Linked DNA regions of Mus musculus: all the other regions are linked to region 1. A link is a contact called in public HiChIP or PLAC-seq and Micro-C data. All regions are on one chromosome and are shown on one strand. The core of a region is the stretch at or near the end of the contact, and the rest is flanking DNA. Distances in the headings are between cores, read along the strand shown.

Region 1 (3,368 bases), core at 540-3,039:
TCGTGATAGATGTGTCAACCCGTGCAAGACCATATCTATCTCTCTCTTCCATGTATGATCTTGTCAGTCATTAATATTATCAGAATTCACCATTAATATCCATTCCTGTCACAGAGGTTGCCATACAAGAAAAATTTAAATGGCATAGCCATCCTGAAATAGTCGACAAGATACAGAACACATATTTAAAGTGCCTGAAAAATACAGAGACACGTTGGTTATGTTCTACAGCACATCTCATTCTAATCTCTGTCACACTACACTGACAGAATCTAAGAAGTGTCACCAAGTCAGGTGTTGGGCACAGTACATTTTGCCCTTCCAAAATGCCTATGCTGTAAAAGTCTTCCTCAGAAAGTAAGGTATGAAGTTGAACTGAACATATCAAATGTAATGTATGCATGAAATGGTGTGTGCTTGGTTTATTTGAGTGTAGAAAAGATTAAATGAATCAACGCAGGAAGAAATAGGAAAGAAAGCAGATGTAGACACTGTTTGGCCACTTACTTGCTTAGAGAGCGAAGTTGCTTAGAGAACTAGGGATGTGGTTCTGTGGTCAAGGGACTCTGAGTTCAGTTCCTAGCACACGTATCAGGAAGCTCACAACTGCTGCTAATTCCAGTTCCATGGGATCCAGCACCGTCTTCTGCCCACTGTGAGAAAACTCACACGGTGTTCTCTCACACAAACACAAAAAAATAAACATATTTAAAAGTCCCTTTAAAATTACTTATTTTTATATGTATGAGTGTTTTGCCTGCCTGTGGATCTTATGCATGCAGGGCAGTTGGAGGCCAAAAGAGGGTGTTGGCTTCTCCTGGGACTGGAGAAGCCATATTAGGTGCTGGGAATTGAACCAGAGTCCTCTGGAAGAGCAGCCAGTACTTTTAAATACTATCTCTCTGGTCTCAAATCTTTTTTTTTTTTTTTTTTTTTTTTTTTTTTTTTTTTGAAGGAAGGGAGGAGCAGGAAAGATGGCCCAGAGGGAAAAAGCACGAGATAATTTTCCATAGGGCCCAAGTTTGATTCCCAGCACCGGTATCTGGTGGCTCTCACCATGACCTGTAACTACAGCTCCAAAGATAATACGCTACCTCTGGCCTCCCTGAGCTTCCCGACCTCTCACACACAAGCCCCTTACACTTTTCCTTTGTAACTTACTTATTTATTCATAAATTTACTCTGTAAACAGAGACGGACCTCTTGCCAGGTTCCAAAGCTTTCTAAGAACCAGGCAAAACTAATGAAGACTAAATCCTCTCTCTTGGCATTTACATCCGAGTCGGGGTCTGGGGGAGACGATGATCATAATCAAACATAGAAGTAAGGGGGGATTCGTAAGCAGCCGGGGTGTTACTTATGCAGGAGAGGCAGAAAAACGTCTCTGGGATGTGCTGGGAGTGGCTTGGGCAGCCCCTGGTGTCTTTAGGAGGGGAGCAGTGAAAGCCGGGGAGAGCCCTGGGGGTGGGGCAGAGCACAGAGGAGCAGCCTCCCTCCGGTGGCAGGGAGGTGGGAAGCTGCGGAAACTCCTGGAAGCCGGAAAGTTGGAGGAAGTCAAGTCTCGAAAGGCCTGGGGGTAAAGTTTTTGGATTCTATTTTGAAGTTGAGTAGGAAGCCCCTTGGCCGGTTTTGAGCTTTTGAGCGGTAGAAATGAGGAAGTCATTTGTACATCACTTAAAAGAAGCGCGGCTTCATAAAGGGCTCATGGTTCGGTTTGAGTAATTATAGTTGGCTGCAGGGTCAGGGATAGGTTGCTGACCTTCCTATTTTCTCACCTCAGTGGTTTGCCCTCAGGATACCCTGAGCATACATACAGTAGAGAGTACTTAACTGGTGAAAAGCCCTGGTGTGCACCTTGGACTCCATTGTCACCTCTCTGCTGTCATGGCCCCCAGTACTGACTGCTTCCTACTTCCCTGGAGACTCAGCAGGAAAAACTCACACGGTACTGAGCAACATTTGAGGGAAAAGAATTACTTATTTCTGGAGGTGGGGGTAGGCGGCTATGAGGAGAACAACTTCAGTCAGATCACTCAAAATAACTGTTCCATGTAATTACATTTCAGCTATTTATGTTTAAAACTCCATCCTATAGCCCCATAATAATAACTCAAGGGATACCAGATGCCTAAAGTCTTAATAAGAGTTTCTTCCTTTCTGCCCCCTCCCACTTTCAAAGTCCACTGAAGCTATAGGAAGCAGTACGATTTGTATCTTCTAAGCTTTCCTTCTGCCCTCTAATAATCTAACGGGCTCGAGGTGGCCGCTGTCATTTGTCTTATAGACGAGAAAAATGACTCCATGAATTTCACAAAATCCTTCAAATTCATCAAAGTTAGCATTTTATAGGCAGGATATTTTTAGCCTTTATTTTCAAGACTCTGGCATCCCCACTGCACCCAGAGACTAAGCACAAGCCATTTTAAACTTATAGAGAAAAATCCAAGAGCGTGAGGATTAGACTAGATGTTGCCTGAGGCCACCGTGCTACCGCCAGACTTGCCCATATGTAAATCCAAAGGAAGCTTTTTCTCTGATGGGCCATCGATTGCCCTTGCTCACCGATCCCTCAGATAAGATCTTTGAGACCTTCAGGATCCTGAAATCGTAAGTGAAATGGTTCATTAATTTTACACATAGTTTATTGAATCCTAATTACACAGAATTCAGTACTAATGAAAGACTCCAAAAGGAGCCCCTCGCTCAGGTCTCAGGACAATAGCGGACACCCAAGAACTCACGATAGACCGAGCTTGTTGCAAACCACGTGAGGCTTTATGGGGGGGGGGGGGGAAGCCAGAGCTCTGGGAATGACTCATATCCCACGCAGGGGTAGAGGAGTCGACCTCGAGGGGAAAGAGGTCCCAGTTTTTATAGGCTCTCAGGGGGGAAAGGAGAAGGGGGAGAGTAGGGGATTTCCAGATCTAAACAATGTCTATTCTCAAGAAATGGGTATGGGAGGGATACAAGGAAAGAGTCTGGTGCAGGTGTAGCAACTCAGGATTGGCCAGGCTGTGGTTGCTGGGGAGATTTTCTGACTCTTTCTCAGCAGCCAATATCACAAACACCTGGCAATGGGCTTCAACAGTGGGCACACACCTGGGTTCAAGGAACGGTCAAAACATTGGCAGACCCGCAGGTTCAAGGAGTGGCCAGAGCATTGTGCACCTCTATTTTTCTAAATCAGTGAAGCTAGTTCTACTAACACTGACGTCTATCTTGCCAATTTCAGGGCTTCTGTGTCCTTTTACATTCTGTCAGGATCTTTCACTCCCTGTATATGACTCATACAGGATTGTTCGTTGTTTGTGTGTATGTGTGTGTGTATGTGTGTGTGTGTGTGTGTGTGTGTGTGTGTGTGTGTAGCT
Region 2 (3,404 bases), core at 550-3,049, 68 kb after region 1:
ATTTTTTTCACTATTTGAAGACGTCGCATTCTTAGATTGTAGCCCATATAAAATCAGGCATAGGGTGGATTTGGGCCACATATTGTATTCTTCTGGTCCCCGATGTAGACAGAAAACAGGTTTCCAAGGCCTGTCCACAATATGTGAATGATCTGGGTTTAAAATCTTGCTCTGCCAAGTATTAGCCATGTAACCTCAGACAAGACACTAGCCTTTACAAGCTCAGCTTCTCTATAAAAATAGCTCAGCAGCCACCCACAGAGAAGAGAGTCAGTGCCCAAAGAGTAGGCAAAATGGTGACTGGATCCAAAGGTCCCCAGGGCAGAGACTGCTCCGTGGTTAAAGCCCTTGCTGTTCAAGTGTGAAGACCACAGTTCAAATCCAGTACCCACTTAAAGTTGGGGTGGGCATGGCAGCCAGCTGTAATCCCAGCACACAGGAGGCAGAGGTGGAAACGGGACCTCCAGAGCTGGCTATTCACTCTAACCAAAACTGTAGGCTCTGGGTAAATGAATGAGGGAACTTAGGCATGCGCACATGTGCAAAACGTGGGTGCACACACACCAACACACCACACATACAGACATACGAAAAAGGCTCCCAAAATAAACCAAAAGATACAGTTCTGTGGGACCGTGGGACATTGCACAGGGAGTCCCTGACTTGCAGGGACTTTGATTAGGATTTTTGTGACCTTATGGTAGAAAGCATACTTGGAATTTTGAGGTTTGTTCTTCCTCCACGCTGGTGACAGGATATTCTCTTTTGAGGCTAGGCAGCAGAGGGAGCCTCAACTCTGTCCAGGCTCATGTGTGCTTCTGTGCATGCATGTAGCAGTGCACAAATCCCTTCCTCTGCAAAGCGCTGTGCTGCTAGCCCAGATGTTCAGTAGGTCAGGTGTGTGAAGTGGATTTTCACCATGTTTATGGATTAGGATGGGTTTGCTGGGAGCTAATCCCACTGCAAACTGAGAAGTATATGAAGGTCATGTTTTATTAAAATGGAGGTTTTCGGTTTGTTTTGGAATCCTTACTCAATCTAAACAGCACTGTTCCTGCCAAAGAGAAGGGCCTACTAAGAGACTGCAAACTCCCCAAATTACAAGCTCATCAAGGAAGAGACCCCTCCTCCACATTTCACCAGGCACACAATACAGGTCTTATTAAGTGGTGGCAGACTCATCTCGTGATGCATTCAAGGCTGTCTGGCTTCTATGAGAGTCTTTGTTTTTTGTTTTTTGTTTTTTTTTTCCTAAGGGAGGTAAACTCTTCCTTCAGGCACCCATGACCTGAAAGTTCAGAATACTTCCAAAATGACTGATCATGGCTTTTTGAAGGTCATTCAAGTTGAGCCCATTCATTTGAACTATAGCGCTTACAGCGACCCCACAGGGTGAAACCCTGCTTCCAGCCAGTGCCTTTCTGAACGCTGATGGATGGCCAAGGACAGAAACAGAAAGGAGAGTGAGTCATGATGCCCACCCCCAGCTTCCAGGAGCTGGCAGGCTCCACAAGTAAGCTTTGAGCAATGCAGAAATCTGTTTTACTGCTCATATGGCATCTTGAGCCATCTGCAGGAGCCAGTCCAGCTGGGGGCATCTTGAGCCGTCTGCAAGAGCCAGTCCAGCCATGTAAGTGAAGGCAGGCTGTGGGAAGAGGACGCTTGGCTTGTGGCAGACACCAGGCTGTTGTGTTCATTTTTCCTGGGAAGAGGAAAACAAATAAGCAATTACCCTAGAAGGAAGCCAATGACAGACCAAAGTACTATCTCACCAAAGTCCAGCTGGCCCAGACCAATGAGTGACTGAATTGACTTTCTTACCGAGCACACAAACAGTTGAATCACTGCAAAGTCCCACAACATCAGGGATGACAACTTCGTGGAAACTACCAGGGAGTCCTGCTTTTAGTTAGAAGTATTTCCTGGGTGTAGTGTAGCGCCTCCAAACATCTCCTGTAGCTAGGAGAGTCAGGAAGACCTAGAGTCTGAGGTCAAGGGCTCCTGACCTGAGTAAGTAGCTTCTTTAACGCTATCCAGACCTGTTTTCCACTACGCCCTTCTGTTTTAGTTGCCATGTGTAGTATGTTTGAATGAAAATATCTACCATGGGTCCATGGAAAGTAGCACTATTAGGAGGTATGGCATTGTTGGAAGAAGTGTGTCACTGGTTTTAGGTTTCGGTGCCCAGTGTCACTCTTTCATCCTGCTCTCTGCTGATTCGGGTGTTGAACCCTCAATGCCTTCTCCTGTGCCATGTCTGCCTTCATGCCACCAAGATGACAATGAGCTAAAGCCCTGGACGGTAAGCCAGTCCCAGTTAAATGTTTTCCTTCATAAGAGTTCCCTTGGCCCTGGTGTTTCTTCACAGCAATGAAACCCTAACTAAGAAGATGGCCTCTTGTTTTGACTGGAGGACTAAAGACCATACAACAGCGACCTTTAGGGAAACTCTAAGGAAACTGAGCAGACAGAAATGGGAATGGGAGAGAACAATAAGGGAAAGCCACAGCAGGCAGCTTCTATGTTATGCTGGGTCACAGGTAGCATTGCTTAGAGCAAAGATGGTGTCTGTCCACTGTCCCGTCCTGGTCAGGAAGTAATAGCACCTCAGCCAGATGAGTTAGCAGGGGGAGAGCAGGGTAGGTGACTCTGCAGAGAAAGTCACAATGCTAGAAAGAATACTGTGGTCAATCAGGGTGCTTCAGGGGTCTGTGGGGCTCTTGAGAACTCTGGTGATACCAGAGTACTGGTTACTCATTTTACTGCTGTGACAAAATACCAAACAAAGGTGACATAAGGAAAGACGTGTTCGTGGGCGCAGTCCATCGTATAGCAGAGTACGTCAACAGGGGTCCGAGGCAGCTGGGCACCCTGTAGTCACCTTCAGTGAGGAAGGAGTGTAATGAATGGAGCGCCTGCTGCACTGGTGTGCTTTTTATTCTGTCTAAGACCCCAACATGGGATGGTGCTCCTCACAGCTCAGGTGGGTCTTCCTACGAGAGTTAACCTAATCTGGATAATCTCTCAAAGGCATAGCCAGAAGCTAATCCACTCTAGATAAGTCTGACCTAATCTAGATCGTTTCTCACAGGCATGCTGCCCAGAGCCCCGTTTGTCTCCCACATGGTTCGACAACTTGTTTCGTTGGCATAGCAGCCATCACACCCTGGGACCCACGTTCTCCTGAAAGGAGGCATGCAGCCATGTGTTGATAACCCCACGGGTTCAGTACGAGGACTTCAGACATCCGCAGCTCTCCCTTTTCTGTCAATCAGTGTAAACCGAGGGCTGGTTGTGTTTACATAAAGCAACTTCTTTTTTTATGTTTGTAGAGCTTGGGGAAAGAAAAGCAGTTTGATTTTTGTATAGGTTATGAATAACTCTTCTCAGTGGGTGGCAGGAAT
Region 3 (3,408 bases), core at 118-2,617, 120 kb before region 1:
GGTGATACATTTCATAGAGAAAACTGGAGTGGGGTATCTGAGAAGGGATGTCTTGGGGGGGATGAATGGGGTTGAAAGGGAGGCCTCTGAGGAAAGAAATGGAGGGAAAAGGGTAGTCTCTGAGCCATGATGTGACTGAACAGTTAAGAAGACTGTCCCAGGCAGGGAGCATAGCAAGTGCTAAGGCCCCGTAGCAGGAGTTTTCCAAGCATTTGTGTGAGCCAAGTAAGGCACCACATATAGAGAGACTTTTGTGATGGAAAGGCTAACAGGAGTCGAGTATGGAAATATATCTCCTAAATTTCACCTAATTTACTTTCATTCTTTCAAACGTGTAGCAGAAGTTACGGAATGTGATCGCTAATCAAGTCATTTGATACTACCCAGCCGGCACACATCAAGATGTTTATAGGAGAATAAAAGCAGGTTGACACATCCACCTCATTTTTTTTTCTTTCAGTTCATGTTTGAAGACTCCTCCCAAGAACTAAGAGTACGTCTCATAATTGGTTTACTCATAATCACCCGGCGAGGTAGTTACGACTTCCACGCATTTTTGTCATGGTTTAATGCTGCTTTCCAAGGTGTTTCAGGCAGTCCACGGCATTTTACAGCTGGCAGAACATTTTGGAGAAGCGTAAGTCATTTGGCCCTTTCTGGATGCCTTGGAAAAAGCTCTTGTGGACTTCAGTTGGGGTGTCTATGGCTGTGATAAAACAGCATGACCAGAAGCAACTGGAGGAGGCAAGGGCTTATGTGGTTTATGCACAGTCCGCCGCAAAGGGAAGTAAGAACAGGAACTCAAGGCAGTTACCTGGAATCAGGAACTGAAGCAGACGCCATGGAGGAATGCTGCTCGCTGGCTTGCTTCTCATGGGATTTTAACCTTCCACCTAGGGCCCTGCTGGCTTCCTTCTCACAGGCAACAGCTTCTGGGACAGGAGATAAAGAGTAAGCTCCTCCAGCCGGAGCAGCGATGCTTGTAGATCCACGCGAGGCGCTTTCTTATACCCACCAGCACTACCTGCCCAACGCTGGCACAACCCACAGTCATTAATCAAGAAAATGCTGGACAGACTTATTAATAGGGTATTTTATGAGGGGTTTTTTTTTTAAGTCAAAATTCCCTCCTAAATATATCAAGGTTGTGTCAAGTTGACAAAGACCAACCAGGACAGCAGCATCTTTTCTACTCTGACATCTTTCTACCTACATTGGGCAGCGGACCAAAGTTGAGAGACTTAGACTGCTCATTGTCTCAGGCTCTTGTGGAGATTAGAGGATCCTAAGGGCAACAGGACTCCTCTTGCCCCCGCGTAGCTGCCTTTCCAGAGAAGGCCACCAGGGGACTCCGCTCTGAGCCGGTGAGTTGCAGTGGCGCCCGGGCGAGCTGCGCGGCGCGCTGGGTGCATGTGGGGGCCGCACCAGAGCCGTGGTCGCTGCATCTGGAGTCACGCGTGCTGGTCAGAAACCCCTCGCGTGAATCTGCAAGCATCGCTGCTCTGGCTGGAGGAGCTCACTCTTTTTCTCCGGCTCCAGAAACTGCTGCCGGCGTGAAGGAAACCAGCAGGGCCCTAGGCAGAAGGTTAAAACCCCACGGTAAGAGATCCTTCCAAGAGTGGTGTGGAGGCGCAGTCGCAGCTTCCCGCTTCGGATTGTGTCCTGGAGGGCCGAGGTGCGGGGCACACCTAGGGAGGATCAGTCGTGCGGACCCCAGTCCTCACCCCTCCTCCGCGAGCTTCCGGGGTTGGAGTCTGGTTTAGGCAGTACGGGCTTCTTGGCTTTCCTCTGCCTCCGGGTACGCACTTCCCGGGCTGGAATGTGAGTCCAGTTCCCACCCAGGGGGTCTGTGGCTTTGATCTGAAATACACCCCCTCCCTCCCCCTAAAGGGTGCAGATCTCACCCGGGACCCATTCTGAATCTCAGATGCGGGTGGGGTGCGCGTCGGCCTGAAGCGGCGGGAAGAGAAACTTTTACAAAGTGCATCTAAACAGGGCAACGCTCCTGGATCCCAGAGCAGGCTCGGCGTGGGGCTGTGTAGGGAGGGCTACAGCGCAGTCTCGATTTGTCCTCCCTGGCTACCTATGCCTCATCAAGGGAGGTATTAAGAATAAGTAAATTTTGCTCAACTTTTGGACCAACAACTGTCAAACATCTGGGATCGTTGCTCCTCCCTTTTCTGCACCGGAGAAGGTGAAAACTAAACTTTCCCTTCATTTCTCCTCCCCACCACTGGACCCCCAGGATGGGGTTGTTAATGGTAAAGAGCGGTTCCCGCCTCCTGGAGCGTGGCAGAGGCTCTAGACCACTCAGATTTCTTCCAGCCCCCTTTCAGACCCTCTGCAAGTCTTCCCCGCAGAGACGGGGCGACAGAGCCATTCTCCTGTAACCCAGTGAATGGCCTTTTGTTTCTCTGCGGTTCCACTATTGTTGCGCCTCTTAACATCTGGTGGGGCTCCAGCGGGGAAGGAAGTCCCTTTCGCCGCTCGCGGGGCCTTTCACGCTGGCCTTTGCGCAGGCTCGAGTCCGGGATCCCCGCTGGGGAAGGACAGAGTTCGGGACCTGGCTAGGCCGCCCCACCCGGGGCTTGTGGTTAGAGGGCGGAGGGAAAGTTGTTCCTGAGCCCGCCTCCTAGGCTGCTTGTGGCCCAGGGCGCATTTCTCAGATCTTATCCCCAGCGAATCTGAAACGAGAGATTGGAGGCAAAGTTCTCGAAAGCTAGGAGATCTGCGAGAGGGTCCAAAGGACTTTCAGAGGCGAGCTAAACGCATATGGAGGGCCCACAACCCGGGCGATGGCCGGAGACAGGGCACCTCATCTCTACGGAAAGTTCAGGGGTGGCAAAATTTTAAGGGCAGGCAGGCCATTGACCACAAAAGAGTGGAGACTAAAGCTAACCTGGGAAGGCTAAAGACTTTGCCTGGAAATGGTGGTGTCGTGATTCGCTGTGAAATGTTCGTGGGCTTCTGACTTCACCTAAGGCTCCAAGTTTAAGACCCAAATTTTTCGCCGCGATGCAGAAAAAGCAAGCCATGACTACGCAGTCCAAATGGCAGATGCGGCCAGAGCACTGTTTTGGTTTTCATCTGCCCGAGAACAGGTGGCTTGGGGTAGCCCCTATTTCTCCAGAGGGGGGCGCCTGTTGGACTATAGCAGGTCGGGTTTCCTGGAATAAGTTAGGTGCTTGCTTCTAGAGCAGTTAGCCTGTGTGGGTTACTTATTAAACAATCTTGGCAAGAGTAAAGTCACCTTCCAAAGTCCGCAGCGACCGGAACTGTCACCTGAGGGTCGACTAGAGGAGGTTTGATGGTATACACCTGTTGGGACCTGTGCCTCTTGCCAGGTTTGTAAATGTTGCCTTTGCCAATTTTTCCTGTGGAATTGCCAACCTTGGACTGTCTAGGAGA

The links. A called contact is a pair of places that touch in the nucleus more often than the background predicts. HiChIP or PLAC-seq counts read pairs in DNA pulled down with a chosen protein or histone mark.
Region 2: a Micro-C map of trophoblast stem cells shows a contact between it and region 1, with 9 times the contacts expected there. The contact joins two enhancer-like sites. A contact is called at or near these places in 5 of 39 promoter capture datasets (embryonic stem cells, hippocampal neurons, liver and 1 more), 10 of 484 Hi-C or Micro-C datasets (the HPC-7 cell line, embryonic stem cells, liver and 4 more) and 1 of 115 datasets of contacts at active chromatin or transcription factors (embryonic stem cells).
Region 3: an H3K27ac HiChIP or PLAC-seq map of trophoblast stem cells shows a contact between it and region 1, with 19 read pairs. The contact joins the promoter of Mob3b here to the enhancer-like site in region 1. A contact is called at or near these places in 16 of 39 promoter capture datasets (3T3-L1-derived adipocytes, the C10 cell line, HPC-7-derived erythroid cells and 11 more), 2 of 15 datasets of contacts at CTCF or cohesin (CD8 T cells and the NIH/3T3 cell line), 8 of 484 Hi-C or Micro-C datasets (B cells, Sertoli cells, cerebellar granule neurons and 5 more), 18 of 115 datasets of contacts at active chromatin or transcription factors (the SCID.adh cell line, bone marrow-derived macrophages, embryonic forebrain and 10 more) and 3 of 9 other capture datasets (adipose tissue, liver and pancreatic islet).

What each region holds. Positions count from the first base shown.
Region 1 is chr4:35,033,197-35,036,564 of GRCm38.p6, reverse strand. The region is part of intron 2 of Mob3b (MOB kinase activator 3B); the gene reads left to right. Among named protein-coding and RNA genes, the nearest start is that of Gm33620, 43 kb to the right of the region's middle. Within about 2 kb of position 1,789, at least 17 of the 459 cell types and tissues checked have an H3K27ac peak or open chromatin away from gene starts, as enhancers often do. A contact at or near this core is called in trophoblast stem cells and uterus, where this site is marked.
Region 2 is chr4:34,964,891-34,968,294 of GRCm38.p6, reverse strand. All of the region lies in intron 3 of Mob3b (MOB kinase activator 3B), which reads left to right. Among named protein-coding and RNA genes, the nearest start is that of Gm33620, 25 kb to the left of the region's middle. Within about 2 kb of position 1,799, at least 23 of the 459 cell types and tissues checked have an H3K27ac peak or open chromatin away from gene starts, as enhancers often do. A contact at or near this core is called in trophoblast stem cells, where this site is marked.
Region 3 is chr4:35,155,443-35,158,850 of GRCm38.p6, reverse strand. It overlaps Mob3b (MOB kinase activator 3B), which reads left to right and starts at 1,367. Exons shown (of 4, transcript NM_178061.5): 1 at 1,367-1,599.